Regions from separate parts of the Rattus norvegicus genome. Here all the other regions are linked to region 3. Evidence: chromatin contacts called from public Hi-C data. All regions are on one chromosome and are shown on one strand. Each heading gives the region's core, a stretch centred on a gene start, on an enhancer-like site or on the middle of the called end of the contact. The rest is flanking DNA. Distances are from core to core; before and after follow the strand shown.

What was found. Hi-C and Micro-C count contacts between places; a contact is called where the count stands out from the background.
Region 1: a contact with region 3 is called in a Hi-C map of prefrontal cortex, with 3 times the contacts expected there. The contact joins the promoter of Mroh5 here to the promoter of Adgrb1 in region 3. A contact is called at or near these places in 2 of 12 Hi-C or Micro-C datasets (frontal cortex and prefrontal cortex).
Region 2: a Hi-C map of liver shows a contact between it and region 3, with 12 times the contacts expected there. The contact joins the enhancer-like site here to the promoter of Adgrb1 in region 3. A contact is called at or near these places in 10 of 12 Hi-C or Micro-C datasets (the A7r5 cell line, Schwann cells, frontal cortex and 5 more) and 1 of 1 datasets of contacts at active chromatin or transcription factors (oligodendrocytes).

The regions. Positions count from the first base shown.
Region 1 is chr7:107,625,049-107,629,589 of GRCr8, reverse strand. It overlaps Mroh5 (maestro heat-like repeat family member 5), which reads left to right and starts at 2,691. Exons shown (of 30, transcript XM_039080228.2): 1 at 2,691-3,065. The coding sequence starts at 2,893.
Region 2 is chr7:107,777,059-107,781,386 of GRCr8, reverse strand. No RefSeq gene overlaps it. Among named protein-coding and RNA genes, the nearest start is that of Rpl29l5, 85 kb to the right of the region's middle. Within about 2 kb of position 1,861, at least 7 of the 93 cell types and tissues checked have an H3K27ac peak or open chromatin away from gene starts, as enhancers often do.
Region 3 is chr7:108,291,265-108,295,917 of GRCr8, reverse strand. Adgrb1 (adhesion G protein-coupled receptor B1) reads right to left here and starts at 2,100. Exons shown (of 31, transcript NM_001170597.3): 1 at 1,640-2,100. Tsnare1 (t-SNARE domain containing 1) reads left to right here. Exons shown (of 16, transcript XM_063264465.1): 2 at 598-792; 3 at 1,588-2,074.

The DNA of each region.
Region 1 (4,541 bases), core at 1,442-3,941, 670 kb after region 3:
ATGTTCCCTGGGAGTGGAGGGGAAGGTGGAGATTTAGCAGAAGCTGGCCATGGGGCCACACCCTTGAACTTTTTGGCTGTGGCTCAGCTCCCATCACCCTTTCTGACCTCTCTCTTTGTAGATAGGCCTCTAGAGAGGCAGTGATTAAGTGCCTGGCATCCTATCCTTGGGAGCATGACTGAGAGGCATGCCCAATATTTCCCTACCGTCTTGATAAAGGAACTCACTTGGTTGGCACAGACTAATGTCAACTGGTGTGGGACACTGCCTGGAACATGGGAACGCATTCACCCTGGGGCCACATTTGAGTTCCTGCAGCTTCTAAACATCTCTCAGAAGCCAGTGTCCTGTGGCCAGGGAGATGGTGAGAGTAGACAGTGTGTCAGTTGAGCTAGCTAATGTGGTGGGAAGGCCAATTTGAGGGCACAACCAGCAAGCTGGGGGAGCAGGGCTTCCCTGACAACCCTGAGCCCAGGAAGCAAACATTCCCTGAAGCTTGTGTTACCGGTCATTACAATTACCTGATCACTCAACCCCTCCTGTGGTTCAAGCTCACTTGAGCTTGGTCTCCTTAGCCTGGCAGAACTCCTGTTGCAACCTTTGACCCTTGCTGCCTCTCCCTGGAATTGCCTAGCCTTTGCCTACAAGATCTCTGCCTTCAGCTTCCTTCCCTACCTACAAGGCAGGCTCTTCCTTTCCCTTTCTTAGCTCAAGTGCCACCCCCTCCAAGAGGCTTTCACACACTGCTTGAAATAGAGTTTGTACCGCTATGCTATTTCTCATGCCATCTCCTTGCGATGTTTAACTTCCTATTTGATAACTCATTCGGGAGTCTTGGTGCTCTATAGTCCCACATTGGACTATGGAGGTCTGCCTCTGAGCTCTCAACCAACCACATGCCTTTGAAAACTACTTGGAAAAGAAATTTCTAGAAAGGTGAGGTTAAAAACACAAAAGGCCCAAACTGCCCCCCCCAATTTTTCATTATTATACTGTAATCATAAAGTGAGCCTATCACTGCTGAGAAAGAGGAGGCTCATGGTCCATCCCCGCAGGGCAAGCTGACCTAGGGGACTTAGTGTCCTGGAGGACTTCTCCCAATGAAGAGGCAGGGAGCTTCCTGTCCCTGGGAGAGTGGCTTTGAGGAATGCCCCAAAATGGCTGGGAGAGGGGTTGTTTGTTTTGGGTTTTGCAGAACCTGAGGAGGCTGGCCTCCAGTTGCCCCCAGAGTGCTCTGCCTCACCTCCATATCCCTTCTTGGCTCAGCTGGCTTCCTTGACACCCTGCCTGTGTTTGGGGGATAACTAAATATCTAAGGGCTGCTTTTTAAGGAGCCTAAACAGCTAATAGACCGTACGGACAGACAAACGCTAGCACACAGTCAAGATGGATGCTGTCTCATTAGGAATCAAACATCGTCATGAAGATGCTGTTGGGCATCTCTGTACAGTTGAAGAGAAGATCCTCAAGGTGGGAAGGAGCCCTAAGCAGAAGTCAGAGTTCCCGGCCAGTGCAGGGGGGGAGGAGGAGGAAGAGATCCCCTCTTCTGTAGCACTAAGCTGTCTTTGGTGCTGTGCTGTGCCCACCTCATACTCTTCTTCTCTTCTCCCTCCTCTTCTTCTTCCTCCTCCTCCTCCTCCCTCTTTTTCTTCCTCCTCCTGTCCCTGCTTCTCCAACACATCCCCTAAAGTGAACATTCCATCTAAGTTGTTCTGCCAAGAATTGGATTTTTTTTTCTCCCAGCACTAGGAAATTATAAATAACTCCTGTATTAGAAGAAACAAACAAAAACAGAAGCAACATCTCTGAGTCCAGATGCTCTTGTGTGGGAACGGGCCTCCAGCGCACCAGCCTCTCTACGCCAGGAGCCCAAAGCCCCCAAGCAGGATGGAGCCCCGTCCTTTCACTAAAGGCCAGTTGGCCTTACTGCTTGATATCACACGATGTAGAGAAGTCACCAGAGCCAGGCAGTCCCTCCTTGCTGCCCACCTACTGTCGACACAGACTTCTGCCTCAAATGAAATTTTCTCAGATTTTCAAGGGAGTAGTAGACACCATTCTTCTGGGAGGGGACAGAGAGGAAGGCAGGCTGGAGACTGTCAGAACTCCTTCCTGACACTGCCTCTCACATGCGTTCCCCGCTGCTTACACTCTACCCCTGTGCATCCTTAGCGGCTGCCATAGAAAACAGAGACGCTGAGGCACAAGGATGGTCAGCATCCAGCTACTCCTTGGAGGCCAGACAGTCCACACCAAGTGAGGTCCAGTAACTTCCCATCCTGGTGCTGAGCAAGAAAGACAGCTGGGAGGTGGAGACCTGACCTCCCACCTTTCCCCGGGATCATCTCATTCTAACAGCCTGACAAGGGTCACCTTTTCTACGTGACTCTCAGACTCACTAGGCAGTTGAGATCGTGCAGGCATGGTGTCCCGTGCCCCCTCCCCGGCTTCCCTGGCGCACGGTGCAGGAAGAGGCCCGATGCGGGGACCAGAGAGGCAGAGGCTTTATTCGCTGTCGCGGGCGAGGGTGCGCCAAGCAGGACGGCCAGCTTCAGAAGGGAAGGCGGCGGCGGGCGCCAGCAGCACCAAGCCCGGTGGCCGACCAGCGCCCGCATAGCTCAGCGCCAGGCGCTCCAGGCGCCGCTTGCGCTCGGCTGCCTGCGCCGTGGCGTGCAGGGGTCGCAGTAGCGCGGGGGGCGGTGCGCCGGGGCCGCGCAGCAGGAAGTCGAAGCCCGCGCGGTCCCGCGGGTCGTAGAAGAGCGGCCCAGTGGCTGGGTCCGGGCCTGGCGGCCAGGAGAACGGGAAAGGCAGCGTGAAGTCCTCGGTGAGCACGCGGATAGCGAAGTCGTCCTCTTTGCCCAAAGCGCGGTAGGCGCGCCCGATGCCACGGAAATGCGCCTCCCAGAGCTGCGCGTCGCCGCCGTAAATGTCAGGGAAGCGCGGCGCAGGGGGCGCAGCCGGACCTGCGGCGGGCGCGACAGTCAGCAGGGGGTGTCCCACGCTTGTCCCCGGAGTGAGGAGGCTGGGGGACATGGAAGGAGAGGCCACTCGGCCAAAAGAACCAGGTGAGGGCCACTGGGGAGTGAGAACTGGGCTCTATCTCAACACCGAAAGGGGGCCTGCCTCCATCCCTGACCCCTCTCCTGCCTCCTTGTCACCTCTCCCTCCAAAGGGAAAGCTATCCACTTTCCTGAGAGCAGACTGTGGAGGCCTGCAAGGTCCTAAAAGTATGGAAAAGTCAGACCGCTGGGCGGAAAGTTCAAGATGGGGAGGAGGCTAGTTAGCCAGGAAGCCCAGGATAGTAGGATTCACCCAGCAGGTGGCGGCAAGCAGCAGTTGGGGCAGGACATGTCTGAGTCACTGAACAAAAGCCACGCTAACTACTGTGAATACATCAGACTGTGTGCCTGGTGGTGTGGGTCTTCAGCTCGGTTACCGTGAGGAGGAAGTAAGGGTAAGGAGAGTGGAGCTCTCAGGTGGAGATATGGGGTTACAGGAACCTGGCAGGACCGCAGATGCTGGTCCCCAGATGCTGGTCCCCAGGACAGGACGGAGGCCAGTCTCAGTCTCAGACTGGAAAATATGTGGGTTCCCACAATGCAATGGGGGTCAACATCCATTTTTGCTACAGGCAAAGGCCTAAGGAGAGGAAAGTCATGCGGGAGGGCTCAGTAAACCCACAGAGTGCCACACGGATGCCCAGGAGCCTCTGTTATCTTTCTCACATAGTGCACTTACTGAGCTCCTGCTGTGCGCAGTCGGCTCTGGGCTAGGTACTGTTTGTAGCCATGGGCCAGACAGCAAAGCCCGTTCTTCCACCTTCGTAGATAAACAAATGCCTTCTTGAGTCAGAACCTTGGGCAGGATGCGGGGTGTTATGCCAGGAGGAGAGATGAACTGGAGGTGACCCACCTAGCCCAGTGGGGAGAGACAGGTCTGCAGATGGTTTGAGATGCACAGGCAGGACCTGCAGGGCCACACCCTCAGTCTACAGCTCAGAGGGCCAATGACATCCCTGCCCCTATCCCCGCAGCCTATCCTGCCTCCCTGGCTGCCTTGGAAGTCCTGTCATACTGCTCAGTACCAGGGCGGGGTGCAGCCACAGAAGGGAGCACAGGAAGTTCTCTGAGGGGCTGGTAGAGACAAGTTTTGGAGAAGTGAGGACTGCAGTAGGTCCTGGGAGAGGAGACAGTGACTCCATCACAGCCCTGGGCATGGACAGGGTGGTTTTATCAGGCCACCGTTGTACCAGGTGAGTATACTTATAGAGGTACAGTAGGGAGAGCAGCAGGGAGACTAGTAACATAGCAGCTGCCTCTGGTCCGGGTGAAGCCGCTGGGGCCAGGACAGCAGGGAGAAGAGCCCTGCTTCTGAAGATATCTTAAAGTTAGTGTGGAGACGTGGAGTGGAGCTCTGTGGAGGAGGGGAAATGCGGGCTACCACTTGCTAGAGAAAGGCAAAGCTAAAAGAGAAGCAACCAAGGCCTGAGAATGGAGAGTTTGATTTGGAACGGGTTGGGTTGTAGCCTTCAGATGGGCCCA
Region 2 (4,328 bases), core at 612-3,111, 510 kb after region 3:
CTCAAAGCAGGACTTGGAATCACAAAGAAAAAGACTTGTCACCTGAATGTTCCAAGGCCTACTGCGTGAGGGGTGCAGATATAGTCTTTGTCTTGTTGTCACCACACCTTGCCCCTGATGGGCCCATTGGAAGTTGGTTCTGCCCAGTGTGCAAGGGCTGAAGGGGGATGAGATTGCATGACTACCCATCCCTCCAGGAGATCAGAGCACCTTAGAATCTGCCCCCCAAAGCACCCCATTTCTTCTGCCACCACCTCAGCCTTGTCTTGACTTCCTGTCTCCAGCCTCACTCCTCCCAGGGATCCTAAGGAAGCTACCAAAAGCAGATCAGAGCCTCTTGTGGATGCTGAGAACCAGTCTACTCCCCAGCTTCCTGCCCCGTTTACTCCCACCCACTCCTTCTTGGAGCTTCGCACACAAATCTACCCTGAGGGAGGCTTGCCCCTAGTACCCTGCTTACAACAGAGATCCATCCCAGAGCCAAGGTTATTGCCCTTGCAGGCCATCATGATCCAGAGAATGAAACCTAGGCACTGAATCCTGCCAGCATCCTGGAGCCTTCACTGTGGCCCTTCCTCTGGTCCTGACAGAAGACAGCTTCACCACTATCTTCCTACTCAGACCCCCACAATCTCCATTTGAGGGTTCCTCCCTCATAGCTGGAGACCCTGCCCAAACGCCAACTCACTCCATCAGCCAGCAGTAGTTAATGAGACCATCCACATCGAGGCATGCAGGGAAAATGAACACAATGGAGCAGGCAGGTGGACCGGGCACGTTGGGCCAGGTGTGCAGATACACCAAGGGTTTTGCAACAATACAAGGGAGTGTCCACCTTGATCCTTGTTCCAAACAATGAGCTTTGTACAGCCAGAAATCGAATCAGAGGGAGAGTGGGCAGGAAGTCCAAGGAGGAGGATGGCTTTTGTCCCCAGAAGGAACAATGGTGGCAGAGGTTCAGGGAGGCAGGGCTGGCAGCTGCTGAAAGGTTGAGACCACTTTGTATACACATAACAAACCTTCATGATGTCCCAGCCAGGAAGAAGGTAGCAGGGTAAAACCTTGAGGACTGTACCTAGATGGAGCTAGATAGAAAAAGATATGGACAGAGGCCAGATTACCAAAAGCTCTGTCATGAGTGTGGGAGACTGAGCAATCCCAGAAGGGCCCTGCCCTAAAATCTAGGCCAAGAGAAAGCTACCCCAAGACTCAGGCCCTTGTTTGCAGTGACCACTCATTTCTACATATTGCGTTGGGTAACCCAGCAGACCCGAGTTCTGGGACTACACCCAGCCTGGCACTTCATTGCAACCCTGCAGGAGGAGTTTTGTCCTCAACCAGTTTCTTCCGGGTACCCAGAGACCTGAGGCAGAGCCCAGTGCCCCGCAAACTGCTTCCTCCACACCTACACCCAGACCCAGCACAGACCTCTATGGACCAAGAGTGGATGCCAAGGACAGGGGCGGATCTTGGAACAGGACCAGAGCAACCACAGCCCAGTGTCCATTGAGAATCTTCACCCCTGTACTGCCCCTGGGGTGCAGCTTACTCTTACAGAAGCTGAGTAGGAAATCATACTGTCTCTGACTTCAAAAAACACTTTGAAAACTGAAAATTACTACCAAGCTATTAATACAGTTTATCTGCAGGCGCCCCATGTTGTAGATAAAGCGCTTTGACCTTCCCAGTACCCTGAAAAGAAACCGTGGCAAGTCATTTCACTGCCAAAAATCACAGTTCCCCAGCACTCAGTCTTATTCCCAAGGTCAAACGTGAGGGGAGGCAAGGCTGGCCCAGGCCACTGTGGGCCTGCTGGGGCCCCATCCACCCACTGACACCTGCAGGTCCTCCGAGGAATGATCATATCCAGCACCCAGCTGAGCCCGCACCTTCCCGGCTCCTCTTTCACAGCCTGGGTAATTGGCACAAGAAGCACAAATACTTTGTTCAAATGCTGGGAAGTGGAAAATTTTCTAATCTGTCAGGCAAAAATCTCCCTTTCTCCTTCTGCTTTTTCTCCCGACAGGAAAAGGCTGCATTTGGAGCCCTTCAGATGCAGATGTGTGAAGACTTTGGAAGCGACAACTGGGGGACTGAGCGTCTTCTATTGATTGGAAAAACACAGCCCCGGCCCTTCCATATCACAAGTAGCATTTTTCTGGGTTTGAGCAGGAGGAAAGCCAGCCGCGGGGCCTCAGCGCCCCCTGTGAGCCAGAGACGGTATTGCAATGGGACAGGGACGGGCCAGAAGAGGCAGACCCTGAAGGATAGGGAACAGCAGGTGCACCCACCTGGTTTTCATCGACTGGAGCTCTTGCGAGCATCAGTTCACCTTCTCTGTCTGCAGCTTATGGCTGCTCAAACCTACTCCTGACCAACATACATGCCCAACCTCCCAAAGTCAATTAGGAAGTAAGATTGTCACTGTAAAATTGGGGCATAGCCTTGTACCCTCCAAGAACCTTACGAATGAGCTGTGTGACTTGAAGGCCAGAGGCTTCTCAATGCACCACCCGCCACTCCCACCCCACCTCATAGCAGGTACTAGAACGTAAGAGCCAATTTGAGGACCACATCACAGAACATCTGAATGTTTCTGCCTGTACCAGCCTCCTTGCATTTGAAGGATGTTCAGAGCCCCTCCCTGATGCCTTCGAGTCCCACCAGTGACAGAAAGGGCCACACAACACTGAAGACAAAAAGATGTCCCTCATGTGAAGAGGTTTGGTCCATGCCATCTCCTGGAACATATGACCAGGGTCCTTTGATGTGAGCTCCTATCTTTGTGGCTCTGCCACAATGTCGCCTGCTCATTTGCATATGTGGACAAGCAGAAATAGAATCCAACTGTGTCAATCTCCAAGCTGAAAGAGGGGTTCTCTGCAATGGTGCATCCCTGGGGGAGATGCAGGAGAGTTCAGGAGCAAAGCAGGTGACAGAAAATCACACGGCTGTGCCAAAGAGGGGCTGATGTCTGCTGTCTGGACGTAGTGCCCATCTGGCCCCACCATCTCCTGAACTACTTGCCCTCCCCCACCCCATATCTAGGGCCACCAATAGCCAAGGACACAGAGTTAGGGTCAAGAGGCGAAGTGGTTCCTCTTGACATAGCATGTGGACCTGGACCAGCCAGCTGTACCTTTGAAGAACTAGGTGTCTATCTCTATAAAGTGAGGCTCTATCAGAACGTGTGTGCTGGAGATTGGAATAGCCAGCGTATGCCTCTCTCTGTACCCCTGAGGCATCCTTGGCTCCCTCATGGCAAACTAGGCTCAGAGAGACCACATCATGCAGGGTCTAGACTGCCGTCCTCTATGGCTCTGTAGTCAAGAATTGCACATTACCATGGCAGTCTGCCTTTCTTCCAAGGGGTATTCAAAATATTCCCAGTTCTTTATCTCCTTCTAAATGGCTTCTCGCAGAACAGACAGCCAAGGACATCTCCAGCCTTCTGCTTATTGACAGAGAACAAGCCTGGAGTTGCAGGCATGATGATCAGAGTGGAGTCCCAAATGGATGAGGAGTGTCTAGTTAACCTTTGGGTAACATCTGTGTACAAGGCCAAGGACACCACAATACCAGGAGGAGGGAGATGCATGAAACACTGCCAGACAAAGCTTAAAACTAACCTTGCCTCTCCACCCTGAGTCCGGTGAGTGAATCTGACCCAAGCTGGGGATGGAGGGTATGTCACTCAAAAGGCCATGAAGGAGAAGGCCCCAAGAGGAGATGGGAGACCTCAGGGGAGCAGAAACTCCCATCTGGGTGGCTGGAAGGGCAAGGGGGCTGTGAGAATCCCAAGTGGAAAGTAGAAGGGACTTAAGTTCCCTGCAGATGTGGCTGCTCCCTGGGCTGCGGCTCTGTGGGAGAAGAAGCATAAGAAATAAATCCAGTGAGGCAGCATGAGCAGATGGACTCACAGCTGTCCAGGCACATCTGGGAGGGACAACTGCTGCTCCATGGGTCTCTAAGGGTCGGCGGGGACCTCCAGGGCTGCTCGGGAGGTCAGCTTTAAGCTTAATCTGGGGAAGAGATATTTGTGAGACATTTCCCAAGTGCCCGGGTACTGGGAGATAGACTCACGTGGGCCCCAGGACCCCAGTATCCCAGAAGATATCATCAGCATTAGTGCGATAGCAAGGGATGCCCTAGAGAGTCCCACACCTGGGATCAAGTCCATTCTTGCCATTGATTCCTAGATTATCTATTGGGAATTGGGGCAGAGCCACCATACCCTTGACCCTGCTGAGTCCCCACAGCGGTTAAGCAGATTACCCTGGGAAAGGAAAGACATGACAGTGTTACAGGCTGAAGGCCAGATCTAAGGA
Region 3 (4,653 bases), core at 851-3,350:
TCTCTCCCCACGCCTCAGCCTGCTGTTTTGTGTCCCTGCAGTAGCTCCCACGAGGGGCGTGTGTTTATGGCTACAGAACATAGAGGGTCTCCTTGGGCCCCCAGGGTGCAGACGCGCAGACCTCCCAACCCCCTCCCCAACACGTATGCGGAGCGGCTCCTCTGGGGCGGGAGTGCGCGCCCCGTGCCCACCCACGCGCCTTCATGCCTTTCAACTCCCTCCGAGTTGCCGCTAAGGAATCTGCGCCCCAGACCCAGGGGAGAGGAATGTAATGGGGACTTCAGGGAGGGAAGGGGTGCAGGAGGAGTGGATTAGGGTTGGGCTAGTCTTAGCCCAGTCCGCGCGCTCCGAGAAACTTGGAAGCCCAAAATAAAAGTGGAAAGGGTAAGGGTGCCCAACAGGCCACAGAGGGTGCCAGGCTGGTGCAGCCCTCTGTGTTGCCTGGGAGTGACCAAGCAGGAGCCACCGCGGCCAGGCGTAGGGACCCAAGCACAGAGCCGCAGCCTCCGACCAACCCTCAAGCCACCTAGCTTCGCTGCGATTCTCCATTCAGCCGCCCACCTCCCTGGGGCCCGGGATAATTTCTGTTCTGCTTAGGCTGCTCAGAGCACCAGAGCAAAGGGCTCCCAGCCGGATCCGGAGCCCTCAGAATTTCAGGAGGGGGCGGGGGCCATGCTCATTCCTAGAGGCAGCAGCACGCAGCTCCGAAAGAGCGCAGCGGCGGAGGCTGGTGGCCTCTGCCCACTGGAGAAACGTAACCGGGAGTGCTCGGTGCCCAGCCCCGCTGCTTCGGTCGGAGAGGGCAGCGGGCCGACCTAAAGTTCAGGGCAGCCTATCTGCGCCGCCTGTCCAACCGAACAGAAAAGAACACCGGGAAGGAACGAGCTAGGGCGTATGCGCGTGTCAGTTGTGATGGTGGGGGCGCGAGGACAGCCCTTTTTCCGAATTTGGAGATAAGCCTCTGGGGGTCTCCTCTGCCATTGTCGGGTCTGTAGGTGAGAGCTGTGACGGGAAGTCTGGGGGCTTTTCTGCCCGCCTCCAGCTCTGTGCTGGGGGTGGGGGTGAGATGCAGCGGGGCCCTATAATATATGTAACGGGCTCTGGGTAAGATCAGGGAATGGGAGACACATTGGGTTGTCTCTTGCGAGTCTCCTTGGGCCGGCATAGGGAGCCAGGTGGGGCTCCCTCAGACCCCTGCTAGCATCTCTGTGGTGTCGGAGCACCACGGGAACGCCTTCCCCAGCGCGCCCAGGGTCTGTGGGGGTGATAGAGCAGAGGGTCCTTCTGCTCAGCCTGCCAGGTTGGCCCGGCTCTGCCTGGTAAGGATGAGGGGGAGGTGAGGAGCACCAAGAAGCCTCTCCCACGTCCAGGGTGCCCCCTCCTCAGCCCGCCCAATGCGGGAGCGCAGGGACCTGCCAGATTCCATTGCCTCCGGTGGAAGAGGAAGGGGGCTGGGGGAATGGGGCTGGGGGTGGGGGTGCGGCTGTTCAAACTCCCGAGCTCCAAGCCTAATCCTGAGAGCTGCGAAGCCCCAAACGGCGAAGTTGGGAAGTCCGGGAGGCCACCCCTCCTCCGACCCCCTCCCAGAGCGAGACGCCCCCTTTCGCCGCGCCCCCACCCCCTCCGGAGCCTCTCTTACCTTCCCCAGCAGCAGAGGCCCCACGGGCGAGCAAGGACTTGATCCAGCGACTTGCAAAGCCCCCGGAGCGCACCGCGTCGCCAGCCGCCGAGCCGCGCGCCCGATCCGAGCTGGGGCTACTGTCGCTGCCGCCCCCGACTCTCTTTGGGCCCCGCCGAGACGTTCCCAAGAGCGCACCCGCGGGCGCTCTCAGGCTCCTCCCCACCCCCTGCCTGGCGGAGCCCCCCGGGCGCCAGAGGGGTCCAGATGCCCTGGCTGCGGGTTGTGCTAGGCGCGCGGGCCCGGAGTCGGGCCAGGACGCGGCGCGGACGCTTGTGCCGCCGGCTCGCCCGCTCAGCTCGCTCTGCCGGGGCCGCCGCCAACGCCGCGCCCGCCGCCGCCGCCGCCACCACCGCCTGCGCCCGCCGCTCCCTCTCCGGCCGCGCCGCCGCTCCGGTCCTCTCGCCTGCCCGGCTCTTCTCGCCTTTTTTCCCTTCCTGAGGGGGGGGGGAGCGGAGCGGAGCCGGGGGCGGGGCGGCGCGGGCAGAAGGAGGAGGAGGCCGAGGACGCGGAGAAGGAGGAGGAGAGAGGCAAGCTGCTCCCCCGCCCGGCTGCCGGCGCTCCCCAATCTCTCGGTCTTTGAAACTGGATCCCGAATCGGGAGCCAGAGACTGCATTACGGATTACATCAGGCTTTATAGAGCTTCCAGATCACACATTAGAGGGGGAGCGCGAGCGGGGGGCGGGCTGGGGGGGAGGGGAGCGGGATCACGGAGAAGGGGTGCGACGCTCAGGCGCGCGCACCTAAGACAGCCGACTCCTGCCCCACGCAGCAGGAAAGCCAAGAGTTGGGACTGTGCTCTCCTCCAGGAGCAGGAGAGTGGCTGCATCTGGGTGACAAGTGGTGGACCAACAAACAAATGGATGGAGAAGAGGAGTTAAGGGCTGTGCACAGACCTGTAGGTGTGTGGGTGGAGGAGGCAGGTGAATGTAGGTAGAGGCTGTTGGGAAGGTAGATGTATGGACAGATAGCCGTCAGGGTCAGGGTCGGTGGTGGAATTGCGGAGGCGGGTGAGGGTGAGCAGGACTGGGAAAAAGTGGATTTGGTGGGTGGTACTGTGGGGTGGGCCATGCAGAAGAAGGATGATGCATGCATAGGTGGATGAGTGGGTGGGTGGGTTGGATGAGTGATGGGTAGAGATGGAGTCAGAGGCAGGGACTGGGGCCCTTCCAGGGGTGGGGCACTGAACGGCTTCAGTTGGGTCTGACCCGTCTAGACTAACCTAGGGGAGGACCTCTTGTCCTGTGATGCTGAGAGGAGGGGAGCCCGCCAGGGACAGAGTCAAAAGGAGGTGGGTTTGAAAGTGTCCCTCCATGCCAGTTTCCACCCAGGGGTGGAGGGAGGCCTACTCAGTTGCTTGTCTCCCATCATAAGATCCCTTGTGCCTCCTCTGTTAGGGGCCCAAAGGGGTCCCTCTCTATGGGGCATGTGCACCCAGCAGTGCACCGGATCCATACATCCCAGGATAGCAATGAATGTGACCCAACACATTTGTAGGCCATGATGCCATGTTCCAATGTCAAAAGTTTCAACACTCCAGGGTCTAGACTGACAAAAAGTCCTGGAACCCTGGTCTCAGGAAAGCTGCCATGTGTCCTTCTCCACCAGGATGCTTCTGCATCAAACCCCTTGCCCTCCTGTTCCACAACTTGTGATCCGCCCTGAATTCAAGACCTTTTGTACAGGGTCCACTACTTTGCACACTTGGGCAGATCACTGGTACCACTGCTACCCAAGAACACATCTGATCCAGATGTTTGCATTTGTCCTCAGGGACATTTGTCAACGACAATGCAAACTCACACTCACTGTCAACACTCTTTCTGCCCGGTGTCAGGACCCACACTGCTGTCCTGTAACCCCAGCCAAAGCATCTGATTGGTGCCTTCCATCAACGTCACAGTCAACACTCTTCCTGCAACTAACTGTGTGTGTGTGTGTGTGTGTGTGTGTGTGTGTGTGTGTGTGTGTGTGTGTGTCGGGGAGCACCTCAAGTCAATTAGGCACCCAGGTACTGAACATGTTATTCTGCATACCAGTTACTCCAGCAAGGCCTCAATTTGCAGGATGTCCTGAGGGACTGAGAGCAGGACCACATTAAATCCAGCAAGGTCCTTCCCAGCCTATCCTATTCATCAGTATCGAATTCATCTAGGCTTCCTGAGAAATGCCCTTCTTCCCAAGGTATTTGAAATCACAGAAAGGAGGCAATATCCCTCCCAGGAGGCCTCTCACGACCCTCATCTGCTCCTGCTGGGCCTCTGAATTTTGCAGCCCCTTGAGTTTAGTTAGCCCTGCTTTGGCCTTCTTGTTGCAGTAACAGCCTGTGGTCACCAGGGGGCCTCTGATATCAGGCCAAGAGGCAGCTGAGCATCAGTGAGGCTTTGAGTCAGGATCCAAGCGCTTTCCACACTTGTTTCTTGCTGATAAGAGAGGGTAGCAGAAGTCCCTGGCAGGGATATGGGGATTTGGCCTGGAGACTCTTGGGGCAAGGTTGAGACATGTTGACCTGAGACAGCAGGGCAAAGAAGTCTCTCTTCCCAGATTGTAGCTTCTTGGGCATAAGGGGCTAACCGTTCCTCTCCCTGTGTGGGAGCTTACTCTTGCCCTTTCTGTACTTTTCCCTCACCAAAGTTTATGATCCAGAGTCTGGTGCAAGGTAAGACCTCAGTGGGGGCACCCTTATGTCTTTGCAGTGAGAGAAATGGAGACAGGGAATGCCACTCTGAAGCAGTCACACACCAGCAGACTCAGTTGTCCTGGTCCTCCTGTGATACCCCCTCCACCAGACACAACTAACTTGAAACAATTCCTCCAGCCACATTGCTTCAGGATCCTACAACTCTAAGTGAGGGCATTTGCTACCAATTAACAAGCAGTAGCTCCTTTCCCAATACCCACAGTAGCCTAGACCCACCAGGCACCATTCCATACCCAAATCTGTTTCCTTCCAAGGGTATGGCCCTTGCTGAGA